Linked DNA regions of Sus scrofa: all the other regions are linked to region 3. The links are chromatin contacts, called in public Hi-C maps. All regions are on one chromosome and are shown on one strand. Each heading gives the region's core, a stretch centred on a gene start, on an enhancer-like site or on the middle of the called end of the contact. The rest is flanking DNA. Distances are from core to core; before and after follow the strand shown. Region 1 overlaps CALD1 (caldesmon). Region 2 overlaps CALD1 (caldesmon). Region 3 has its middle 47 kb from the start of CALD1.

Region 1 (4,687 bases), core at 980-3,479, 200 kb before region 3:
CACTGCAGCGGCAGTTCAGCAATGCCATTTACGGAGTGCCCCCCACACAAAAAGCACAAGTACATGTTTCTCTGCCACTTGTTCTTAGTTTTTGATTCATTAACAGCAAGGAGTAATTTTACCCTTAACCAGATAAGAGGTCCAGTAAAGTCAATCATTTAAAGCCAATCTTTGAACCCCAAAGGAGTAAAAATGGCCAGTTTGTTATACAAACCAACAGTCACAAAATGCACACGCCTTTGACTCTGCAGGAAAGAAGGCTCCTCACTGCTCCTCTACCCAGACTGGGGACTTTTCCTGTGAACACAATTCTAACAAAGGAGGTTTCTTGATAGCCTTGGCTACAGCAGAATAGATAGTGGAACTGCTAGAGCTGGATGCCTTAAGACTAATTAGGAAAGATAAAATACATAAATAAGAAGATGGAAGACATCAAACAATAATTGGACCATTTTTGGATGGGAGCTGCAGCCTCGGAGATACCACTGTTTCACTGCATGATTTAAATAACTATATTCATAATGACAATTCACAGCAATTAGGAAGTGTTTCAAATGTGATATTTATTAGGGAGAAGGAAATATATGGTTTTCATTGAATTTTTTAAAACTTTAACATGCTGGAAAATTGTAATGCTACATTCACCAAGAAGACTGAAAAAAAACAGCTATTCCTAAACTTTTTACAAATCTGAATATAGGTACATGTACCCTTTCTGTATCTTGGATAATTATGCCAGTCATTTATTCCCCTGACATGTTTTTAACTTAGTTTCTTCAGAAAACCAGTGGGATGAACTAAATAATTTCCTACATTTCTTTGATTCCATGGTTTAAAAATTTATATCCCCTTCCACATTTGTTACAAAATATGTCACAGGAACAAAACTTTTTCATCCTCAGGATATATAAAAGCACACCTTATGAGAAATTTAACTCTTAATGGACAAAAGCATGGCTATTTACAAGAAATCCAAAATCCTGACTCAAGAAGACTTCACTAAGGCTTTGGGAAAATGAGAAAGTATGGAAGTGGTGAAGATATTAGACTGCAAGTGACAGAATCTCTCAATAATCTTACCAGAAACAAATTAAGCAACACCCTGAAAACTAAAGAACTGAACAGCCTTTCACACCTACCCCTGAAAATAACATGGCTCTGGGTAGGTCTTGGCATTCAGGAATTTTAATGCACCTCATAAAAAAAACACTGTCAGTCTTGCTCTGTAGGTGATGAAACTGAAATAAATTATCTGATGCAAATGGAAAGGAATTTAGAACTCATTTTGTTGGGCATCTGTTTTGGCATTTAACCTAATACTTCTTCCTAAGCAGAAGGTGCAGAAGCTTTGTGTGTTCAAATGAGTCCAGTGAAAAGTGAACTTAGATGAATTGAGTTTGGTTTATCCAATAATGGGAATGCTAATGGATATTTTCTGAGCATTGGTACCATGTTAGAAGTTGAAGGTTCAGAGATTCAAAATAGTCCCTGCCCTCAAATGAATTCCCATTTATTGCAGGAGGACAAGCAAGCTCACCGATGCTCACTTAACTTTAGTTCAAGGTGAAAAACAGAAGGATAGGCAAAAGTTATTAGTGTGGAGAGAAAAGGGGAGCTGAGGAAGTCTTGTGGTGGAAAGTAGCATTTGATCAGGACCTTGAAGGACAGAAAGGAAGTCAGGAACAGGTAAGCTAGAGCCTCTAATTTCTTTCCTTTTGTTTTTAAAAATTTTTCATTTTATGGGCTGTACCTGTCGCATATGGAAGTTCTCAGGCTAGGCGTTGAATCAGAGCTGCAGCTGCCAGCCTATGCCACAGCCACAGCCACGCCAAATCCAAGCCACATCTGCGATCTACACTGCAGCGCCGGATACTCAACCCACTGAGGAGGGCCAGGGATCGTACCTGCAGCCTCTTGAAATACTAGTCAGGTTTACGACTGCTGAGCCACAACAAGAACTCTGAGCCTCTAATGTTTACTGTAACCCGCATTGCTCACTTCTATGCCACCCTGCCTCTTCTCTATTCCATGTCGCCCTACCCACTCCACCAAAACTTCGTTGGTCTCCGTGGAACCCTTCAGAAACCCCAGTCTTGTTGAATGCCTCCATTTCAGACGAGGAAACTAAGGCGCACGGAGTGTTCCCCACAGAGGAAAGAGTGAGCCAAGGAAGGAAGGTGGCTTGGACATGAGTTTGGGAACCAGCGAGTGACGTGATTTGGTCAGAGCAGGGGGAGGTCCAAATGGGAAGGGCTATTAAAGGCAGACAGACTGTGGAGACCTCGAATGCCATGTTGAGGAGAGTGGGCTCTGTCTTCAAAGCTGAGGGACAGGAGGGCGAGATGGGACAGGACTGGAAAGGGGAGAGAGCCTGAAGCCAAGACCAGATAGAAGGCAACTGCAATCGTCTAGGTAGGAGGCAATAACTGCTGAAATTCAGGGAATGACAGAGTGAGTGGAGAGACACGGAGAAAGTAAACTGATAGATCGTGGGCATGATGGAGTAGGAAAAAAAAAACAGAAGCTGGAATTCGCACCCCCTCCCCCCACTGGCCTCTTTGCCTTCCTTCTAAGCTCTGTGGTTGGCCAGTTGTGAACACTGGACAAGCCCCTCACTCCACATGCCTTGGTTTCCTTTTCTGAAATGGAGGCATTACAAGAATGGGGTTTCTAAAATTCCACGGAGACCTAGGATTGCAAAGAAGTTCTGGTGGAGTAATAGGGTTGGGGGCAATAGAGAGCAACGGGGGGGTGGGTTGGGGGTGAGGAATGGGCGTTGACTGGGGTCTGCAATCAAATGAGAAGCTCTAGATACAAAACCACCCCCAAAATCAGAATACCTCCTTTACGTAACAGAATGATCTGTAACAGTAAATTGCCAAAAAAGTAAAAACCCCCAACCACTATGATAACCTCAGGACTGTATAGATTACCTCCAACAGCCTTTTGCGCATTCACACTCACAGAAACTGTCACCCAAGAGATTTGCTAATATAAGTGGACATGGGTCTCATTTTTAGGACCCCGTTGAGTTCCTGTTTATTTGGCGAACTGTTGCACAAATGCTGGAACAACTGGAACAACAATTGTCATGCTGAATCCATGCCAAAACTCCCTAAAATGGGACAGATTTACTGAAAGGCCATCTGGTGTTCTTACTCTTGTGCGGTACCTTTTTCCAAGATCCAGCGAGTTTTCCAAACCTCATAAACGCCATCGTGAAAAGGGCTGTTGCCTGTGAGTACAAAGACCCTGGCTTCCCGGCTACTGACTGTCCTCTGGTTTTGGGTCAGCTGAGCTGCCCCTCTGAGGTGCACAGCCCTGTCTATAGAAGCAGAGCAATACAGCAAACAACCCTAGGGGCCCCTCTAGCTTGAACATTCCAAGATTCCAGGATCCTCAACTTTGGAGCCTGCTATCTGAACAACACTCTGATCAATAGCATGTGCTCGCGGTCTTGTTCTGTCACAGTCAGATGGTCAGTGTATTAAAGGCTTTGGGCTGTTGTCTGTAAGGATTGGGCAATGTGTGCTTTAGCCAAAGTCTCTGAGCCCTGAAGAGGGTTCAGGTCTAAATTAACAGCAGATCTTTAGAAACAGAAGGCTCTGTAGATCGCTATTTGAAATAAGAAAAGCCGTGCCTAGGTATAACCCCCACCCCCCACCCCCACAAATGGTCTACAAACCACCATAAAAATGGAAATGAGGCAAACCACTCAGAACCACAACCAGGTTGAGACCAAAAAGTTTCATACAGGTCTGAAACTTACACACTCACCGCCTTTCTTTGCCTCCTGATTTCTTCTCTTCCCTCCCACTCCCACAGTTACATTTTTTTTTCTTTTTAACAAAATTCCTTTATAAGAAAAAAGAAGAAGGAAAACCGAAGAGGTGAAGCGAGCACTCACTGGGAGAGCGCGGCCAGGCTGCGTCTTCCCTGCGATCCGGATCCCCCGAGCATATCTGCAGCTGGAAGGGGCGGGGGCGGCGAGCGCAGAGGTGCGGAGACCCTGGGGCGCTCAGGGCGTGGACTGGGCCCGAGGAGGTGCCATGGTATTTGCGGCTGAAATGCGGTGTGCAGGATGCTCCCGGGTTCTCCCTTTGTGTTAACACTTTGGTCTGTCCCGGTGACGAAAGTCTGGGCTTGTCCTTTGCCAAATCTACTCCTCCCCACCCTTTCCCTCGGCATAGGATCATCAGAGAGCTGATTGTTATTTTTTACTGTAATCTCTCTAATAGAGGCTCATCCGGTTTAGATTTAGATTGTAAAGGGCCCAGATTGCTTCATAATTTCCAGAATGTTATTAATGGGCAGTGGGGGCCAGGGTCCCCAGTAGCTTTCATGACGTCGACTTTACATGATCAATTACAAATAATTCTTCTGAGGTAGAGAACTAGTTAAAGGAAAAGACACTGATCCACGTGCTCAGCCTTTGGAGAACTAGCTGATCACTCACGGTATCACTTGCATACAATAATTCGATTCTGTAGAGATCAACGGAAACCAGCCCACTGAAAAGTTCATCCGGGTGCAGTTCTCAGGCCCTCGTTCTGAGCTCTGTTCTCAATTAACATCGGTGTAGGTGGCTTCCAAAGCAAACAGTTCCCACTGAGAAATCAAATCTGAGAAGCTCTTCTTTTCCCTTCTACTCAAGGGAAGATGCAGCACAGAAAAGTGAATACAAAGG
Region 2 (4,714 bases), core at 2,146-4,645, 240 kb before region 3:
GTTGTTGAGTATCTTCACTGTGCCAGGTACTCAAAACATGTTAACCATTTAAGCAAAAAGCAGATTTGCTCTCAATAATGGCACTTTCTTGAGTCTGCACTCTTAGCACTCTCTCTCAACCATCCCATCATCTCCCTGACTCAGCTCCTTCCTGCTCCTTCTCTTTTCTCTCTCGGCAACACCTTCATCTTATCATTAGGAGCGCTGCTCTATGAAGGCAATACACACAGACCAAACTCATCCTGGCAAGTAAAATTTTGTCTCCTCCCATGATTACAGCTTTAAAATTTGACCTGTGTCATTTCTAGCTACCTGGCTCTTAATAAAGACAGATTTAAAAATGAACATTAGCATGAAAGGCAGCTTAAGCTTTTAAAATATATTTGCCTACATTATACAGGTTAAATTTTTCCATTTTTAACTGCTCAAAGCAATACGGCATGCAGAGAGGGTGGCTCAGTGAGATCCAGAGATAACTGCCAAAGGTCATTTTAATGTATACCAAAGATCTAATAAACAGACACAAATTCTCCACTTTATTTCTCTCCTTTCCATATCCTGATAACAAAAAGAAGCTATGAAATTGCTGAAAAATGGAGCAAAAAGATAAAGGAAGCAAAGGCTTTGAATAATCAGTAACTAACTCAGGGGCTAAAATCGAGTTTCTGTTATATTATAATGGCATCTTATAAGAAAGTTTTCTGGGGAAAAAAATACCTTGAGAGATGACCCTTTGGGAGCGAAACATTTGAAGGGCTTCTTGTCGTCTGACAAACCATCTTCTGGCATCTTCTGGCGTTTCTCAGCAGCTTCTGCCCTTCGCCTTTCAATCTCTTCCTTTAGCCTCCTCTTCTCTTCCTAAGAGAGAAAGAACAAATAACAGGGGCGTCCATCAGCTTCACGCCAAAAGAAAAGAGTGCTGAGGGGCAGAGCACAGTCTCAGAGGAAAAATACCCAGGTTCTAGAAAAAAAGCCATCCCTTCCTCAAGGGTGCCTCAAGGGTGGCACCAAGCTTGTGAGTTCAACTGCCTCCACACTCTGACGCTGCCCCTTCCCAACTGTGTGACCTTGGCCACGCTACTTATCTGCTCTGTGCCTTGGTTTCTTCATCTGTCAAATGGGATAATAACAGGATCCACTGACCAGGGCTTTAGCAAGGACTAAATGAGAAAGCCCGTGTGAAGTGCAAACTGGCGCTCAGTGTTAAGATCATCACTGTCATCGTCGTCCCGCCAAGCTCTCTAACAATGACCTTCCCTTCTGTGTATGTAAAATAAGGGTCTCTTCTACCTACTTCCTAGAAGAGTTGTGAAGACAAATGTGATGATTTACACGCAAAGTTATACAAATGTGTGCTACTATATTTACCAACTTGTAGAGGATATGATTTCATGGTGTCCCCACCTCTGTTTTAGGTGGTTTAACAAATCTGAAATGGTGTAGATGCTGCATCCTAGTGGTGAAATCGGATGTTTACAGTTTGTCTGTGAACCTCTCTGTGCCTTCATTCCTGGCCAAGAATACTTTCTCCTGTTTTCTCATCAAGCTCCACATTCTCTATGAACAATTTTCTGAGAGATTAATGGAGTCTTTTGTAGTTTTCAAACTGGATGTTCTCAAGCAGAGACAGGATATTCATCTGTCAGGGGATGTTGAAGAAAGATCCTGTGTGTTATGGACTGAACGTTTGTGGCCCTCCCCAAACACATATGTTGAAATCTTAACCCCTAAAGAGATGGTATTGGGGGGGGGCGCAGTTGGAGAGGTGATTAGATCATGAGAGTGGAATCTTCATGAAAGGGATGAAGTGCCTTTCAAAAAGAGGTCCCCGAGAGCTCTCTCACCACTTTGACCCTATGAGGTCGCAGCAAGAAGACTACATTTGTGAACTGGGAAGTGAGGTCTCACCGGACACAGAATTTGCTGGCACTTTGATCCTGGACGTCCTAACCTCAAAAGTGTGAGAAATAAATTTCTGTTGCTTATCAGCATACGAAAATTTCTTACAGCAGCCCCAGCTAAGACTTTGTGCTTAGTAGGAGGTTAGACCAAGTCATCTCCTAGGTCCAGTTCAGTTCAAGAGTTCCGGTTTCTCTTCTGCCTTCACTGATACTTTGTTTCTCTTTAAGTAACAGTAATAACTATAACTTCCTGAGTGACTCTTAGGTACCAGGCACCATGAATACAATGATTTCATCGTCACCACAACTTGAAAGGAGATATTTCACAGATAAGGAAAAGAAGTCTCGGAGCAATCCAGCAATTCTCCCAAGGTCCCAGCTTGCCAATGTCAGAGTTAGGAATATAAGGCCAGGTGTGTTTGATTCTAAAGCTCTGTCATCCCAATTACTTCCCAACCAAAGGTCATTGGCTCATTGAAAGCTAGAGTTGGAAGAGCACTTGGAATAATCTATGCAAACTTTCCACAAGTTCAGGGAATGTTTGTGTAGGATCCACATCAGAAAGTCATCTAAAGTCTTTTTGCATATTTTTAATGATGGGCAGTCACTACTTCTGAAGATAAATGGGAAAAAGTCTAGGCTGAGTGGGAGAAGCTGGGTCTCAATACTGGTTCTACCACTTATTAGTCAAGTAATTTCACACAAGTCACTCAAACTACTTGACTCCTATAGTTTTGTCCATAAAATGAGAATACTACTACTTCAGGATTAAAGGAGAAACACACCTTGTAAACTACAAGGCTTACAGTAGTTGGTTAAGTACTTTTCTACTTTTCAAAATTTGCCTTTTGAAACTTTATCTGTTGTTTTTAGTTTTGTTTAAGAAGACGGAACAAATTCATCTGTTCATAATTACTGGGCTCCTGCTACATGCCTGGCACGAACTGGGTCCTGGGTATACAGTAATGAACAAAGCAGATACTATCCCTGCCTGTGAAAATCTAGTTCCTTACTTTTCCATTTAAAACACCCCAAAAGCAATTGAAAAGACTCTTCTCCGTAAAACCCCTTCAAATATTCAAAAACAGCTATCACGTGACTTTTGGTTCTTGTGATCTGCAGACCTTTTCATCCTCCGCTGCTCTCTAACTGTTCTCTTATTGAGGGACAGTACAGGGTCATGGATTAAGACAAGTGGGACCTGGGGAAAAAATTACAAAACCCTCTCTGTGCCTCAGCTTCCTCATCTGTAAAATGGGGATGATAAGACTACCCACGTCAGAGAGTTCTTAGGGGAACTGGCTAAACTAATGTGTATAAAGGGTTTAGAACCACGCCTGGCACAGAGCAAGCGGATTCATCTTCAAATGTATTTGGACTCTGACAGCAGCAGTTCACCGGGGAAGAAACTATTTCCAGGACTGGAAGGGTGAACAGAGCTCCACACTCAGCGGCTCGGGCGCGCTGAGTGCTGGGTGCGCTGGGCGCGGTGCCCTCCTTACCTCCTCTCTGACTTTTCGCTCTGCTTCCTCCTGCTTCCTCCTCTGCTCCTCCTCCTCCAGGACCTTCCTTCGCTCCTCCCTCTTCTTCTTCAGCTCCTCCAGTTCCAAGGCCGCCTCCTGCTGTTTCTGCTTGAGCTTCTCGAACTCCTCACTCTCGGTCTCCCCGCGGCGGCGGCGAAGCTCCTCCAGCCGCTTGCCCGCTTCCACTTGGGAAGCGCCCTCAGTCTCCTTGGCCTCACTGGCCCTCCCTCCAGGGCGGCTGCAAAGGAGGTGGACACATGTCTGCCTTACTGCACGGTGGATCCTCCCAGCAGCCCAAGGGGTAGGCTGGGGGCCCCTGGGAATCTCCAGGTTAGGTCTGAATCCAAGTCCCTCCTCTGCCACTTACCCCGGGTATCCTCTGATGTACGACGGGGGCAAAGAGGCACTGAAGGTGGGACTGTAAATAGGTACAGCCACTTGGCGAACAGTAGGGGAGTTCCTCAAAAGATTAACAGTAGAACTGCTCTATGCACCAGCAATTCCACTTCTGGGTATTTATCCAAAGAAAAACACTAATTCAAAAAGATACATGCGTCCCAAGGTCCTGCAGCATTATTTACAACAGACAAGATACGGAAACAACCCAAGTGTCCACTGATGGTTGAATGTATAAAGAAAATGCGGAATAAATACAGATAATGGAATATATTCAGCCACAAAAAAAGGAGAAATCATACTCAAATACTTGTTAATAAGTAGTGAGGGCATTTTTAGCTGAATCTGAACACAGGTAGCCCATTTCTGACACTTTTGTAACAGATGAATTACCACAGTCTAGTATCATTTATTTCATGGAGAGAGTGGTACAGTGTTTCTAGCTATGGAGCAAGAGGAAGAATAAAACGGAAAAATGAATTCAAGATTACACAATTACCAATACCAATCTCATGTGTACATCTCATGCTTTTTAAATAATGAGGTAGTTCTGAATAAACTATGTCCTTTAGGACAATGACTTTCAGGTTGGAAAATCAATTTAGTGACCTGTAATTAGCATAAAAAAACCCTAGAAAACATCAGAGGGCATTGCACAGAACAAGGGAAATGCTTATTTCTTGATGTGCTTTTTTCATTTATAAATATATACGTAGCTGTGTACTGGGTTATGATGTAAAATTTATTTCTTACTAGGAGCTGAGGTTAAACAGTTAAAATATATGTTCTAGGTTCTTGATGGCTAAAGATGAACTCTTTTATATTTAACTCCATCGAGGTTAGAAGGTCCCTGAAATCTTGGCAACCTGTTTCAGGGTCTTAAAGGTTCATAGG
Region 3 (4,285 bases), core at 1,539-4,038:
TTTTGCCAGATCCTTTTTCTGTATCTACTGATATGATCATGTGATTTTTCTTTTTTAGATTGTGGATGTGATGGATTTTTAAATATAAAATTTTAATACCATGACAGATGTTATTTTAAAGAATAAGAAGTTTCCTTCTTCTAAATTACTTGTTGTTGCTACTTAGATTAAGACTTTAGAGAAAGACCTCTGTTATTTCATATCACACACAGCAATCTCCTCAGTAATGGTCACATTTCACTTTCTAGAAATCGAATATATCACATCAGTAAGCATTTATGAGCACCATTTATATGCAAAACACAGTGTCTGACATCAAGAAAAATGCCAAGTAGCTTATCCTTACAGCAGTGTTTAATCTTTACAGCCTTTCACAAAAATTGACTCAAAATGCATCATAGATCTGAAAGTAAAGCACGAAATTATAAAACATGTGAAAAATAACATGGGAGAAAACCTAGATGATCTTGAGTATACCTTTTTAGATACAACATTGAAGGCACAATCCATGAAAGAAATAATTGATAAGCTGGACTCATTAAAATTAAAAAGTTCTGGAGTTCCCATTATGGCTCAGCCAAAACAAACCCAACTGGTGTCTATGAGGATCTGGGTTTGATCCCTGGTCTTGCTAAGTGGGTTAAGGATCCAGCATAGCTCTGAGCTGTGGCATATATCTCAGGCCTGGCTCAGATCCCAAGCTGCTGCAGCTATGGCGTAGGCCAGCAGCTACAGCTCCCATTCAATCCCTAGCCTGGGAAACTCCATATGCCACAAGTGTGGCCCTAAAAAGCAAAAAAAAAAAAAAAAAAAAGTTCTGCTTTGTGGAAATCAACGTTAAGAGAATTAATTAAAAGACAAGCCATATATTGGGAGAAAAGACACACCTGATAAAGGACTATTATCCAAAAAATACAAAGAACTCTTAAAAATCAACAATAAGGAAACAAACAACTGGATTAAAAAATGGGCCAAAGATCTTAACAGACACCTAACCAAAGAAGATATATAGATGCCAAATGAGCATGTGAATATATGCTCCACATCATGTATCATTAGGGAAATGCAAATTAAAATGCACTACAACTTCACACCTATTAGACCAGGCCAAGTCCAGAACAGTGAAAAAAACAGATGCTGGTGAAAATGTGGAACAAGAGGAATGCTGGCAGGAATGCACCAGTGGGATGCAACCTCTTTGCAAGACAGTCTGGTGGTTTAAAAACTAAACATACTCTTACCTTATGATTCAGCTGCTGCGCTCCATGGTATTTACTCAAAATTGCTGAAAACTTAGGTCTGCACAAAAAGTTGCACACAGATGTTTAGAACTGCTTTGTTCATTATTGCCAAAGCTTGGAAGGAACCAAGATGTCCTTCGGTAGGTGAGCAGATACACTGTGGTACATTGGACAATTACTATTATTTAGCACTAAGAAGAAGCAAGCTATCCAGCCATGAAAGGACACAGAGAAAACATCAATGTATATTCGTAAGTGAAAAAAGGCAATCTGAAAAAGCTACATACAGTATGATTCCAACTCTAAAAAATTCTGGAAAAGACAAAACTGGAGATAGTAAAAAGGTCAGTGGTTGCCAGGGGTTGGGGAGGGGCAGGAGGGATGAACAGGCAGAGCACAGAGCATTTTTAGGGCAATGAAAATACTCTGTATACTATTATACAGATGGATGTTTATCATTGTACATCTGTCCAAATCCATAGAATGTACAAGCTTAAGAATGAAACCTAAGGTAAATGATGGACTTCAGGTCTTTGGATGATTATGTTGTAACAAGGTAGGTTCATGCTTGATAGTAACGAATCACTCTGGTGAGTGACATTGATCACGGGGGAGGCTCTACATGTGTAGGGACAGGGGTGTAGAAAAGCTCTGTCCCTTCCTCTCACATTTGTGGTGAATCTAAAACATCTCCAATAAATACAGTCTAAAAAGAAAAACAACCTAGAGGGCTGGATGTAGGGCTAAGTGCCTTTCCTGGGCTCGGACCACTGTCTGAGACAGAACGATTGTACGAGCCTCTCCCATCAGATTCTCTCTCAGCGGAGGCAGAGGTTCTGTGCACACCTGGCCCACTGCTGCCAGTTCTAGCCCCCCACCCTCACCCCCACAGCTCCCACCCCCACCCCCATCTCATTTCAGTTTAGACCCTGCCTCCCTGTTAAATACTAGTGTGCCCAACCTCCACCCTTGATGAAATCACTGCTGCCTCTGGAGCAGCTGGAAATCCTTTCTGCCAGGTGTGTTTTGTCTGATCAGTTGGTCACTGTGAAAGTGAATACAGAACTGAAAGGCTCTCTTGTGTTTGGGGGAGCTGTGAAAATCTGGAGCCAGGCAGGTGGGCTCCAAGTACCATTTCCAGAAATAGCAAGAAAAGGATTCTTTTAAAAGCGTGGTGTTTTCCTTCTGATTGAACACTCTTAGCTGCCAGAGGTTCTCCTCTGGACAGAGAATTCTATATGCCTTTCCTTGCGATACAACCATCAAGCAGAGCCAGGACACGTTGATCAACCTCTCAGTGCCTCAGTTTACCCATCTGCTATAAATCAGCTCTCCTCCACGGGAAGCCCGTGGTTTGTACAGTGGGGAGGGAGAAGGGGGGAGGGAATTAGAATAGAGATGAAGAGCTGCTTTTTTCTTATTTCAGTCCTTGGCCAGAATGTAAACAGCAGCCTGTTTCTAAAACTCAGCTGACAGAGGAAAACCAGTGAGCCCTTGCTGGTGAGGCCTGGGACCAGGCTGAACAGAAACAACTGACGGCTTCTATCTTGGTCCCTTCACAAATAGCACTCACCAGGGGTTGCTCCTTAAGGCCAGGCCTCCTGGGCCGTCCGGGCGTCAGATGGAAATGATTTGGGAACATCCGGTATGGCCTGAATGTGATCCTTTGGGTAAGGTCTGAAAAAAAAGAGCAAGACGGGAGGAAAGGCAAACAAATTCCCTTAAAAACTATGCATCCTGAAAGCTTGATATTTAATGTTCACCCCTTAGAGCTGTATTCCTAACTCTGGGTTTGTAAGACACAACATGTTTTTCCCCCTAATCCTTTCCAAAAACGCATTCCATAAATTGTTAACATCCCTGCCAATGGCCTCAGTAAACTCACATACCAGCTTTAAAGTCAACCCCTTTTAAACCAATGCATCAGTCCTTTGAGTTAAAGGGATATTATTTCCAGATTCCTATAGCTGCTAGCTTCTTTTTAAAGTTGCAAATGATCATGTTTCTTTGTTGCTGCTAATTTTTAGAGAGAAATAGATACAGTGGCAGCAATCCATCTACACAGTAGCTGTGACATCCTCCAGGCCCCTTAACACACCCCGAGGTCCACTGTCACCCCACCCCCACCTGCCTCCTGGTTGCTTTGCCTCTCCTAAGGGCTTGACACTCTCCTTGTTCAGAATGGCCAAGGAGATCCCGTATACATTATTATTGTGGTATTGCTATTGTTATTTGTTTTATGACAGAGAGGTTGTCAGTGTGGTGGTTTAATACATTGGCTCCAGAGCTGCCTAGGTTTGAAGTTCATTTCTACCACTTGTAGCTGTGTGACCTCGAGTAACTTACTTAACCACTCTGTGCCTGGGTTTCCTTATCTATGAAATGAGAATGGTAATAGTATCTACTTCATACACTATTATATATGAAGCAGTTAAGCAGGGCCTACACAGAATAAGTTCCATACAAGGGCTAGTTGCTATCACACAGTTTTTCTAGGTAGTGCTTTCAGCCAATGGGGACTGCTCTAATGACTCAACCATCAACATGGAAAAAAATCTAGAAGGATCTGGGGATCAGTTAAAATGTATGCAGAGAATACATGCCTTATGGCCCCTCTGAGTCACAAGGGGAGAATCCTAGACTTTATGGATCACGGTGGACCTCACAGACAATCAGGCCCTACCCCTCATCCTAGAGCCTCTCGCTGACAAGTTGAGGGCAAATCTAGTGCCAGCCCCTAGGTCTCCAGGTTTTCTGTCCCCAGACAAGCTTTCCCCATTTCCTGGTGCTACTCTCAGAGGGGAGAGCTGTCATTCCAGGCTGGGTCCTCATCACACCCAGGGTGGGTATTGCTACAGTCCTCGGGATTCAGTCTCCCGGTTTGCATTTTCCCTGCTCTGACCCCCTTTTCGTCTCTTTGTCAAAATAGTTTTGCTCAAATACCGTTTTTTTCTCACCCCATTCCAGTGTCTAAGGATCTGCAGGGCTTCACTCCTGTATATGATGTGGCTTTGGATGTGCTGCTGATTTTCATAGAGGTATAA

What was found. Hi-C and Micro-C count contacts between places; a contact is called where the count stands out from the background.
Region 1: a contact with region 3 is called in a Hi-C map of retroperitoneal adipose tissue, with 1.8 times the contacts expected there. The contact joins two enhancer-like sites. A contact is called at or near these places in 4 of 47 Hi-C or Micro-C datasets (brain, heart right ventricle, retroperitoneal adipose tissue and 1 more) and 2 of 2 datasets of contacts at active chromatin or transcription factors (alveolar macrophages and skeletal muscle).
Region 2: a Hi-C map of omental adipose tissue shows a contact between it and region 3, with 2.1 times the contacts expected there. The contact joins two enhancer-like sites. A contact is called at or near these places in 1 of 5 promoter capture datasets (liver), 21 of 47 Hi-C or Micro-C datasets (alveolar macrophages, brain, embryonic fibroblasts and 12 more) and 1 of 2 datasets of contacts at active chromatin or transcription factors (skeletal muscle).

The regions. Positions count from the first base shown.
Region 1 is chr18:14,336,397-14,341,083 of Sscrofa11.1, forward strand. The region is part of intron 3 of CALD1 (caldesmon); the gene reads right to left. Among named protein-coding and RNA genes, the nearest start is that of AGBL3, 73 kb to the left of the region's middle. Within about 2 kb of position 2,230, at least 10 of the 83 cell types and tissues checked have an H3K27ac peak or open chromatin away from gene starts, as enhancers often do. A contact at or near this core is called in retroperitoneal adipose tissue, where this site is marked.
Region 2 is chr18:14,286,461-14,291,174 of Sscrofa11.1, forward strand. It overlaps CALD1 (caldesmon), which reads right to left. Exons shown (of 15, transcript XM_021079167.1): 8 at 3,404-3,662; 9 at 718-858. Among named protein-coding and RNA genes, the nearest start is that of AGBL3, 23 kb to the left of the region's middle. Within about 2 kb of position 3,396, at least 3 of the 83 cell types and tissues checked have an H3K27ac peak or open chromatin away from gene starts, as enhancers often do. A contact at or near this core is called in omental adipose tissue, where this site is marked.
Region 3 is chr18:14,531,408-14,535,692 of Sscrofa11.1, forward strand. No RefSeq gene overlaps it. Among named protein-coding and RNA genes, the nearest start is that of CALD1, 47 kb to the left of the region's middle. Within about 2 kb of position 2,789, at least 27 of the 83 cell types and tissues checked have an H3K27ac peak or open chromatin away from gene starts, as enhancers often do. A contact at or near this core is called in omental adipose tissue and retroperitoneal adipose tissue, where this site is marked.